Linked DNA regions of Columba livia: region 2 is linked to region 1. Evidence: chromatin contacts called from public Hi-C data. All regions are on one chromosome and are shown on one strand. Each heading gives the region's core, a stretch centred on a gene start, on an enhancer-like site or on the middle of the called end of the contact. The rest is flanking DNA. Distances are from core to core; before and after follow the strand shown.

Region 1 (5,727 bases), core at 1,611-4,110:
GCATGGCACCCTGCGATTCCTCGCTATCAGCCCAGAGACATGAGGTCACCAAGTTTACAGAGCAACAGCCTGTGGCTCTGGAACAGGAAACAGAAAATTGACAGGACCTGCAGGAAAAACAAGGTACAGCAGTTGCTGGTGTTATTTCCAGCTTCCAGAAAGCCTTTAGTACATGTGAGAGGAGAAAAAAAAAAAAAATGAGAGAAAAAAAATCAAAGAATAGGCTCTTTATTCCTCTTGTAAGCATTACATACAGTTAAACATAGAGAATTTACTATAAAGAACCCGTTATTCCAAAATAAGGTACTTGAAAAGAGTACAACATCTGAACAGAAATCATCACGAAAGGCAATCTTGTGTTTTGACTTTAAGGTAAAAAGATATCCAATTTCCCAAACATTAAAGAACAGATTTTTCCTAGCACTGATGTTATTTGTAAGTTTGGCTTCAAATTTGGTATCTCTTGCAACTGTGAGAAAGCTCTCCAAATAAATAAGCCACACTCTTTAACAGTAAAGAAAACTCAAGGGAAACCTCTGGACATAATGGTGTGTGTGCATACATACATATATATATATATATATGCTTATTTTCATCTTTTATATTGCAAAGATTGAAAATTTTTTTCATATCTACACATACAGGAAGATTAAAATTATGCTAAGAATACCAAGTAACTACAACATGGGGGTCTCAGTGTGAAGGATAGTTATACTGACTATAAACACACTCAACTTTAAAACTGGACTCTACTAGTTGCACTTGTCCACCTAACTTCTCCACTGTTTGCCAGCTTTTCACATGGAAACCAAACCCAGCTTTTTGCTAAGATCCACAATTAATCCCTACTACCATTGCCACCAGTATCACACATTGCAGTGCACATGCACTGTCATAGCCCCGTGGTTGAATGCTGCAATCTTAATATCTTGTACTATTCACTGAACAGATAAAAAAATGCTTTCCTCAACGTAAGCCTAGCAGGAGGGCTTTTATGTATACAGAAACTGTACTCGCTTGCAATTAAAAAAAAAAGACTGTTCTCTTAATCCCATTCAAGTCTCTTCCTGGGCAATTTTCAGTTGATTTACCCCTGGTTTACATCAACACCACCCAGTTTAACCAATAAGTGAAAGTAAACTGGTGCATCCCCTGTAGCTACACAGGACCCATGCCTCAGTTCGACTCTGAATAGCTGGAAGAATTTCATGTCACCATGTTCACACACTCATTCATAATCCCTTGCGAGACACAACGTATAAGCACTCCTTCAATGCTGAGGATCTTTTTCCTTGCAACTATACACACTGTCTGAGTCATACTTGACATCTACATGTGGGAGAAGATACTACTTCAAGGAACGCTGGGGTTTTCACTGGCCCTTGCAGGAGCACGAGCGGCAGCACTCGGGTGTGAAGCTCCAGCCCATGTTCAGCCCACAACATCATGCTGAGAAAAAAGTGATGTCGTGAGGTAGAGAGACCACCCCGAAAGGCCAAACATCAAACAGAAACACAAACTAAATCCTCCTGCTGCAAGCTATTAACAAAAAAAAAATCTTGAGCATGCAAACTGGGGACAGCCTAGGAAATTAAAAGGGAAGATTGCTGGCCAGCATTTGGCATCTGGATGAAAATCACGTTGGAGAGGACAGGATGCTCCCCTTAGAAACTATCAGCAGCACTCACCAACCCAAGCAAAGGTGAAAAGAGAAACAAGTTCGGATGAATAAATCACTCTTCTTCTAAAGGGCTCCAATATACTCGTCACAAGAAGCAGAAACAAAAAAGGCCAGCGCAACTGCCATAATAAAACAACCCTGTACAACACCCAGACAAAGGAAAGCAGAAATACCTTGGCAGCATCACACCAGACACACAAAAGGGAACGCACCTGGAAAGAGCGATGTTGTGGGGACGATCAAAACGTGCTGGTAGAAGACGACAGGCACGCTAAGATCCTGCCGGCAGCCCCAGCGCCGAGCTGGAAAGCGCCCACCAGACACCCCATGAGCCCTTTCCCCACTCCCAGGCAGCACCTGGGATTTCTCCCGATGCCCCACGAGACACACAGCGGCGCGGATAAACCCCCGCCGGTCCCCAAGGCGCCGCCACCCGCGGGTCCCCGGCCGGGGGGCGGGCGCAGAACGGCGGCGCCCGGAGCGCCGGACCCCGCGGCGGTCCCTGAGGCTCAGCCGCGGCCCCACGTGCTGCCTGCGCCCCGGGAGCCGCCGCCGCGGGCCGGGGAGCCCCGGGCAGGAGACCCGCTCCCCGCGCTGCTCCCGACCGCTGCCGGCGGGGGAAAGGGCCGCACGCCCGTCATCAGCGCGCTGAATCCTGCAAACCGAAATTAAACGCGACCCGGCCCGGCCGCCCCACTCCCGCCGAGCCCCGGTCCGGGAGAGCCGGCGAGGGCCCGGCCCACTCCTGCCGCTACCTGCATGCCGCCGCCGTCGGCCTCCGCCTCCGTCCGCAGCCGCTTGCTGTGGCCGCCCTCGGCGCCGTCCCCACCGGGCATGGGCTGCTCCAGCTCCGGCTCCCGCTTCACGCCGCGGGCGGCCCCTCCGCCGCCGCCACCGGCGGTCAGGAGCTGCGGCTGTGGCTGCTGCTGCTGCTGCTGCTGCGGGGGCTGGCCGCCCTCCGCCATCCGCGCCGCCGGAGCCCCGGCCGCCCCCCGCCGCGATCGCCCCGCTCTGTCACCGCGACGCCCGGCGCTACCGGAGGAGGAGGAAGACGAGGAGGGCGAACCCCGCGCCGCGACCAGAGCAGCGGGCGCGACGGGCTCCGACCCACCGGAGCGCCTCGGTCACGGGCTCGGCGGCGGCTGGGGAGGGGCCGAAGCCCCTCGGCAATCTCCGGAAGCGCCGGTCCAGCCGCCGGAGCCGCGCGACCCCCACTCGGCAACCTTCGGCGGCGGCGGCGGGAGGGGCTCGGGCAGGGCGGGGCGGGGCTCGGCGCGGGGCGGGGCGGGGCCGCCGCGGGACACAGGCCTCGCGCTCCCGCCGCTGCCACGGGGCCGCGCGGGGCGGCGGGAAATGGCCGCCTGGGGCCCGGCGCTCCCGCCGCACCCGGAGCGCGTCTGAGGCGGCGTCCGCCCAGCCACGCACCCGCGCGGCCGAGCCCCAGCGGCCTGGGCCGAGCGATGGCCGCAGCGCTGGGGCGCGAAGGCGGCCTGGGCTGTGCCTGACCCTGGCGGCGTCGTTTTGCACTGGGGCTGGGCCAGAGGCTTTGTGGTTTGGGCCGGTGCATCTTTGTAAGGGACCGGGGTGGATGCAGGACCCCTCCGCAGGGCTGGGGCGGTCACGTTGGCCGCGGGGCCGCAGAGCTGTGTCCCCTCAGTCCCCGCCACAGGCACAGCCAGGTTCCTGTCCCCGCTCTGCCACGCCGCCTCTCGGGGTGAGGTTTGCACGGCTCTGCCTGTACAGGCGGTGCTGGGCTGTGCCGAGTCTGAGGTGAGGGGTGCAGACCATCCACCTTCTGGGGATGTGCCGCCCAACCCAGTACCTGGTGCCGCCCAACCCAGTACCTGGTGCCGCCCAACCCAGTACCTGGTGCTGCCCCTACCCAGTACCTGGTGCTGCCCAACCCAGTACCTGGTGCCGCCCAACCCAGTACCTGGTGCCGCCCAACCCAGTACCTGGTGCCGCCCAACCCAGTACCTGGTGCCGCCCAACCCAGTACCTGGTGCTGCCCCTACCCAGTACCTGGTGCTGCCCCTACCCAGCACAGCCGCCCGTGACTCGTGGGGTGTGTCTGTTCGGCGTTTTCCAGCAGTCCTCCGGGCTGTTGTGGGCAGCTCCGCACAGTCTGCATTGGATTTTCTGGAGAAAGGGGCTGATCTGCTTTCCCACTCCTGATGGCCCCTGTGGGTTTCTCCTGCATTTTTATATGTAACTCTAAATTCCTCCTGCTGCAGAAGGCTTCCAACCAGGTGGAAACACCGGTCTTCAAAAACATGAAGCCTGTTCATGAGCCCTTTAGTACATCACATTTTTGACTTCGGGAAACAAATTTGGGATTCTCCACAGAAACAAGAAATTGATTTTATTACAAAGCTGCTGTCTCGTAGTACCAAGAACAATGTCTGCTCTAAAACAAGGACCACACAGGCAACCTGTACTGTCCCAAAAGTAGTCTGGAAGCCATGGCAACTTGATGGAGAACGGATCTGCAGATCATAATACAAATCTGTGGTTGGCTTTATTATGGGATGCGAGTGGCACTCCTCTTCTGCCTGCCTTCCTCCTGCTGAGGAAAAGGAATGAAAGCCAGGAATGGAGGTGGTCATTGTAAGTCAATGCACCTAGGAGTAAGCCCTTCTTGACTTGCAATCCCAAGCACAAGCACAGACTGGGTAGAGAATGTATTGAGAGCAGCTCTGAAGGGAGGGACTTGGGGCTGTTGTTTGATGAGGAGCTCAACGTGACCCAGCAATGTGTGCTTGCAGCCCAGAAAGCCAACCATATCCTGTGCTGTATCAGAAGGAGCATGACCAGCAGGTCGAAGAAGGTGATTCTGCCTCTGCTCTGGTGAGACCCCACCTGGAGTCCTGCGTGCATCTCTGGGGCTTCAACATAAGAAGGACATGGACCTGTTGGAGAGGGACCAGAGGAGGCCACGAAGATGATCAGAGGGCTGAAGCGCCTCTCGTATGAGGACAAGACTGAGAGAGTTGGGGTTGTTCAGCCTGGAGAACAGAAGGCTCTAGGGAGACCTTCTAGCAGCCTTTCAGTACCTAAAGGGGACCTACAAGAAAGCTGGAGAGGGACTTTTTACATGGGCATGTAGGGACAGGACAAGGGGTAATGGCTTTAAACTGAGAGAGGGTAGATTTAGATTATACAGAAGGAAGAAATTCTTCGCCATGGGGGTGGTGAGATACTGGAACAGGCTGCCCTGAGAAGCTGTGGGTGCCCCGTCCCTGGCAGTGTTCAAGGCCAGGTTGGATGGGGCTTTGAGCAACCTGGTCTAGTGGAAGGTGTCCCTGCCCATGGCAGAGGGTTGGAACTAGATGATCTGTAACGTCCCTTCAAAACCAAACCATTCTACGAATCTATGATGACTTCTCAGATATCACCATGTGTAGCAAAGCCTGTGGACTGGTTAGGTTGTCTTGATGTGTCTTTGAACATCTGCTGATCTTCATGACATGATAGAGCCTTTGGTTTTGAGTGACAGTTACAATACATGACTCCAGTCCTCCCTTACACCACATTTTTCCTGATCCAAAAATAGTTTTCAAGGCCACATTAAAAGCTATTTTAAGTGGTATGTTTTTGTGCTGAGGTGCCAGCTTGTCTCCTCCAGTGAAGGGGAAAATCTCTTTTTTCAAAATGATTACAAATCCCCATGGAGTGGCAGGCGCCCAGAGGACATTTACATGCAGCTTCTGTCTGCTCACCCACCGAAGGTAAACACGTGTCTCATTCATCTTGACTGGGTTTGATGAAATGAGCCAGACTGTCAAAACAACAAGGAAGGAACATGTTCAGTCCACCCTTGGCTTGAAAAGAAGCCGAGATTCTCATGACAGTGGTGATATTAATTCAGAGAAAAGCAGCATTTCCGTATTTGTTTTCCTCCTAATTTTAGTGATGATGGGTGTAGGTCAAGGTGTTGCCCATTAAGCGCTGCAGAAGGCTTCAACCTGAAGACAAGTTAGGAGTAAACAATTTGGGACAAATGTGTGTGTGCACTTGGAAGCACTCGTCTCATTGTGATCTCGGCA
Region 2 (5,502 bases), core at 2,245-4,744, 100 kb before region 1:
GTCCCACAATTTGCCTGCTGATAAACACATAAGCAAGCAATTTCTTTGCAAATGGAACAGATACAAAGCAGTGCGAGGGTTGCTCCAAGACCCACCAGGAATTTGAGCATGATCCCTTCCAGAAAGCCAAGGGCTGGGGCATTATACCAATGATAAACCCCAACCTACACTGGTAGCTCTCAGAGCACGTTGAATCTAAGCCTTGATTTCAAAAACAGTGCTTTTATTCCTTAGGGTCATGAAGCTACCCAAACAAAAGCCTAAGCAATGTATAGGATGATGAAGGAATGGCTTTCCAGCTCCCCAGTCACATCCAAACAATGACCTGGCCACACAAATGCTGTGGGTGCCCACTAACGTCACACATGCTCCTTACCCCAAAACACAGTAATAACACTTTCTTTGTTATGGCCATTTCATTACGGATTAGTTTCTGAAAGGAAAAAGTGGGTACAATACCTACAGAAAGGAAGTTCGGAGGTAAAAAGGATATATAAAGATTATAATCATCCTGTCTTCTTCATCTTTGTACAAACCTGTTCCTTGATTCAGAAGGGTATACGACCCTAACCCAACACCCACAGTCCACACTAGAAAGGCATTTCTGTTACTCCAGAGAGTATGACTGCCATACCTGTCTTGCTTAAGACGCAGGCTGATAAAAATCAACATGCTTTTTCTTGATGTGGGTTTATCATAAAAGTACCTTGACAATGATTGCAGTAATAAGGGTATTTGTATTTCATCTGCACATATGGAGCTTCAGCTTCATTTGACCTATGACATACACGGGTAACAGAAAAGGATGCTGGATTTTGACTCCACTACCATGGGCACTGGAGCAATTTTTCCTGAATACTCCCCAAAACATTGCTCTACCTATAGGTTTGGTGGAGTTTCATGCTAGTTTTGTTAAAACAGAAGAAACTTTATATGTATCCATTTTTTCTTTTAATTTCCATCAGATGTAATAATTTTAGGAAACACTTTTTGCATTGGGTTAACTTAAGCCTACATAAGCTAACCTTTCACAGCGGAGGGGGGGCGAAGCCTGCACTCAAGCTAGCACCTAGCTAACCATTTAAAGGCATGTTTCCGTCGACTTCCTGGTGCAAGCTTGCACTAGATTATCTAATCTTACCCTTCCTTCTCCTAGATATGTAAAGCAAGGGAAGAACAAGTTATGTTCCAATACACACGCTATCATTCGAGCCCACCAAAAACTGTTCCATAAAATAAAACAGCTGGCCTTTTTTTTAATGCATTTAAGAACTTTACAGAGATTCAAGGTTCAAGCCCTTCTTTTGTAGGAAAGGATGAAAGAAAATTATAGTCTTGTCTTACTCTTATACGCAGGAAGAACTCACTCATCCCCATGCTGTCATTATTTCCAGTAACGGTCAACTTCTGCTCTATCCCAATGCACAAACACAGGCTCCCAGTGCTGAATGCATAACGGTTAATTAAGAAGCCCCTGGGCATCCTGCAAATAGGCTTTCTGTTGGATATAGCCAAAGCTTTAGAGTTACACAACATTAAGAAAGCCCAGAGCCACATCTACTTACCAGCCTGAAACATACCTTTCACATTTTAAAAAAGCACTGATTTTCTGCTCCTGAAATCTACGTTGCTCCTCTTTCAAAAAAAAAAGTTAAATGTCACTGGCACAAAGGCATCCCACCAAACGCTTTCAATCAATTTACACTCTCTGGGGTTGATTAGAAAGAGAATTGTGCTTCAAGAGATGACATCGAGGTCTCAACATCTGTTTCCATTCCATATTAGGAATGAAACGACCTCCAAGAATTATTGGGGAGAGGAGTGGGGCTGTGGAACAAAGGGAAAAAAATCACCAGGATGGATTTGTCCTCAGCAGCAAAGCCAGCAAGTAAGAGAAAGGCTCAGGCTCAATATTTTGTTCCGGATCGGTTCTTTATCACCTACCCTGGCTGTACTCTTCCCACAAGTACAATATTCCAAGTGAATATTTTCCACTTCATAGTCCAACTTTCTTAGGAAAAAAGATTTCCATAAGATGACTAGCTTTCAACAAATAAATATGAAAATAAAGTCTCAAAATATTACAAATCCTGTCATACACTAATCCAGCAGGCACCCAGAGTGACAGAAGCATCTCCCACACAAGTGAGATTACTTTACTATTGGGTGAAGAGGGTTAAGTTTCTTCTTCTGGACCAGAATTCAAATGAATCATAGCTAAGAAACAGTGTGCTGCAGATGTGTCACGTATGTTTAATCCAAGCTAACCACGATTAGCTTTTCAGCAGATTAGCAAACCGATCACACTCACAGCTGCATGACTGCAAATCCTCACACAGGGAGGCAGCAGGAACTGGAGGCTGGTGGTGGGGAAGGAGTGTGGGTGATGGCTCTTTCAGGGATCATCTACGGGTGCACCAGGGTTCCTGGGCACTTGTGTACATGACTCTCAGACGGCTCTGTGCTGGTTTTCTGCCTTACTCCTGACCACTAACCCGTGGTTCCTGGTGCTGCTCTGTAAAAGAAGGGCTACAAGAACAGGGAAATATAACAGGAAAGAAAATCCCACCCGGCCTTGTGGTAACTCTCAACCAGGCTGTCAGGTTAGTGTCACAGCTACCGTTATCTCAGCTAATTCTGCAACCAGTCTGCTCACTCCAGACAGCTTTGTTTCAAGGAAGACAGTAGTTCTCTGGGTGACGTCATATTTCTAAAAAACTGCTTCTCCAACTCCAGTCAGGTACCTGAGCTGGACTGATAAGCTTTTCATCCCACGTCCCTGCTCTGCAAATGGACTATCACCCTGTATCTGCAAGCACATCACCACGTCTCAGTGAGTGCGGAAAGTTATTCCGGCAACCTCAAGAATTCAAACTGCTTTCCTGAATGTTTAAACCCTCATGAAGCTCATTCAACCCCTTAGAAAGATTTATATCTACTTTAGTTACAGAGGAATTTTTCAAAGACCTTACTATGTGATGCAGCTATCTCTAAGAGACTCTTCCAGATCTCTCTGTATATTCAGTGCTCTTCTAAGAAGGATTCTGAATATTGCTTTTGGCATGGGGCTTCTCTGTCACCCTCTCCCCTGCTGTGAGGGGAATGAGCTGAAAGTGGTACAGAGCTGTGTGGAGGTGCTGGTCCAAGCTGACTTGGCTCTTGGAGGATGGACACACCTCAAAGCCCCATCACCCAGCTTCACTTACACAGGCCCCTCCAACTCCCCCAATTTCAGTGTCCAGCAGGAAAGTCCTCCCACCTGCCTGCACTAATTCCAGCACCCCACAGGGAAAAGAAGCCCTGCCTCACTGCCAGATGAGGAAAGGAGAAAGTGCCAGGAAGGGGAGAGCACATCTGGAATCCATTGCAGAGTGCTGAATGCCTCGGAAAGAACTGCAGAGCTGGCAGAAACCACAGCGAGGAGCCGCGTGTTTGGGCATGACTATGGAGCAAAGGTGGGGGAAGAGATGTATCCAGCATACTTAAACACAAAACCAGAGCTCCTCTTGGGGCTCTTTTTTTTTAATGCAAGCAGCCAAACATCTCAGTCCCATCACATTTTCACTGCCACTGGCCTAGTGTGGGTAGGGTCAGAATTCAGTACAGGAGACAGGGGATGCGATGCAGCAGCCCCAGCCGAAGCAAACAGGACTCATCTGTGACTCGAGCGCCAGCACTCAGTAACACAGCGACAATATTACTTCAAGCTGCTCTCAGGGTTGAGGTGGGGGGAGGATATCTGAGACTGACTTGGCACATGCTCAGGAACAGAAATTTGATGGTTTAAAAACACAGATTTCTTCCCACAGTTACTCTCCATTCCAGCAATGCATTCTCTTATCTCCTGCTACTAATTTGTTCCAAGAGGAGTTTTCCATTTTCAAGGAAACCTCCACTATGTGTCTCGGAAATCAGAGGTTCTTTAAAGGAATGGCCACAGAGAAGGAACTCACCAATGCAGCAGCCTGGTACAAAGGGTGACTACAGCTGTTTGGATATATTACCAACAAGGAGGGTGTGGGAAGCATTGCTACTTTAGCACGTGGCCTTGACCAGATGAAAAAAATAAGGTGATACACACTTCTGCACATGAATTTTAAAAAGGGAATTAAAAAAACTCAAAAGGGAACAAGCGAGAGCCACAAAAATGACCACAAGATTGGAAAAAGCCACATGGCTGTACACTGAAAAACCTGAAAAGCCCAATCTATTTTGCTTATAATTAAAAAAAGTGTCAACTGACTGTTTTGTGAAAGTATATTAATTGTCAGGAGAGGAAAAAAAAAAGAAGTAGGCACTAATAATATGTAATCTAATGAACAAAGGCATCAATAAAACCAATAGCCAGAAGCTGAGTCTGATAAATTCAGTTCTGGTAAAAGGTACCATTTTAGTTTGTTTACTGATTCCTAAATGACAGTCATTAAGTCAGCTAGTGAGGAGGACTCAGCCCTTTCCATCTCTTCATGCCTTTGTGCTGAAAACATTATGTCATTCAAATCAGAAGCACCTGAGTGAGACATAATGGCCTACAACACATACACCAGAAGACACCATCTGAGGCCAGATCTATAGGACAATGTTCTGGAAAGCTAAGAAGAGCTGGCAGAAGTCAATGCACATAAATTAAAGCAGATTAAACTCAGCAGCAGACACATTTATAAGGAAAATGACTTCACCTTATGGAGGGGAACAAGCTATTGAGAAGTATGGGTGCAGTTTCGTGTACTACCTAATATGATAAACTACCAGCTGGCCTCAGAAGCATGGGCTCTGCTTCCCTCCCCGGCTGTTGCGAGACCAAGTCATGCCACAGCTGTAGCCAGAAAATTAATCCAAACAATAGTTGTCTGTTTGGTCATAAACTGAACTGTCTCGGTTTATATCCGCCTAAGCACGGTGCCCAAAGCAGTGAGGTGGCTGAACATATGGCCAGGGCAGAGAGACGAGGGGGACTATTCTTCTCACAGCAGCCCATAGCTATGCTACATTAAGCGCAACTTGGAAATGCACCTGAAAGCCACTTTGTCCCAGAACAAGAGGTTACTTGGACATTCTGCGTATGTTACTGCCTCTACCTGCTTAGCTTTCAGAGCGTCCCAATGTAAGCCAGTACAGAGTTGGTTTTTACATGGTGAATTGTCAGGTATCTCAGGAAAGAACTCCCCTTTGTTATCAAATCCTTTAGAGTCTCTTTCCCCCAGGCCTTCCAGCTAATATATGTTTACTGAATTCCTGTTGTAACCACAAACCAGCATAGACTTCTCCCTTACAAAGGCCACCTGCACAGCTCAAAGGTGAAGCCCCAGGTCCACAGTGTGTCTGACCATCTTTCACTGCTCCTCCTGGGCTGGGTGTTCTTAATGCAGGTCCTGCAGCGCCCCCGTTCAAGCAGCTCCCTCCGTACCTTTGGAAGCATGCTGCTCGCCCTTGTCACCACCACATCGATGCCTTGGCCACAAAAAGCATGTGTGGGTTTAACAACAGCAATACACCAAATCT

Evidence for each region. A called contact is a pair of places that touch in the nucleus more often than the background predicts.
Region 2: a Hi-C map of crop shows a contact between it and region 1, with 2.4 times the contacts expected there. The contact joins the enhancer-like site here to the promoter of RBFOX2 in region 1. A contact is called at or near these places in 2 of 2 Hi-C or Micro-C datasets (crop and liver).

Annotation. Positions count from the first base shown.
Region 1 is chr1:174,027,488-174,033,214 of bColLiv1.pat.W.v2, reverse strand. It overlaps RBFOX2 (RNA binding fox-1 homolog 2), which reads right to left and starts at 2,860. Exons shown (of 12, transcript XM_065048158.1): 1 at 2,437-2,860. The coding sequence starts at 2,646.
Region 2 is chr1:174,131,378-174,136,879 of bColLiv1.pat.W.v2, reverse strand. The region is part of intron 2 of RBFOX2 (RNA binding fox-1 homolog 2); the gene reads right to left. Among named protein-coding and RNA genes, the nearest start is that of MB, 92 kb to the left of the region's middle. Within about 2 kb of position 3,494, at least 2 of the 3 cell types and tissues checked have an H3K27ac peak away from gene starts, as active enhancers do.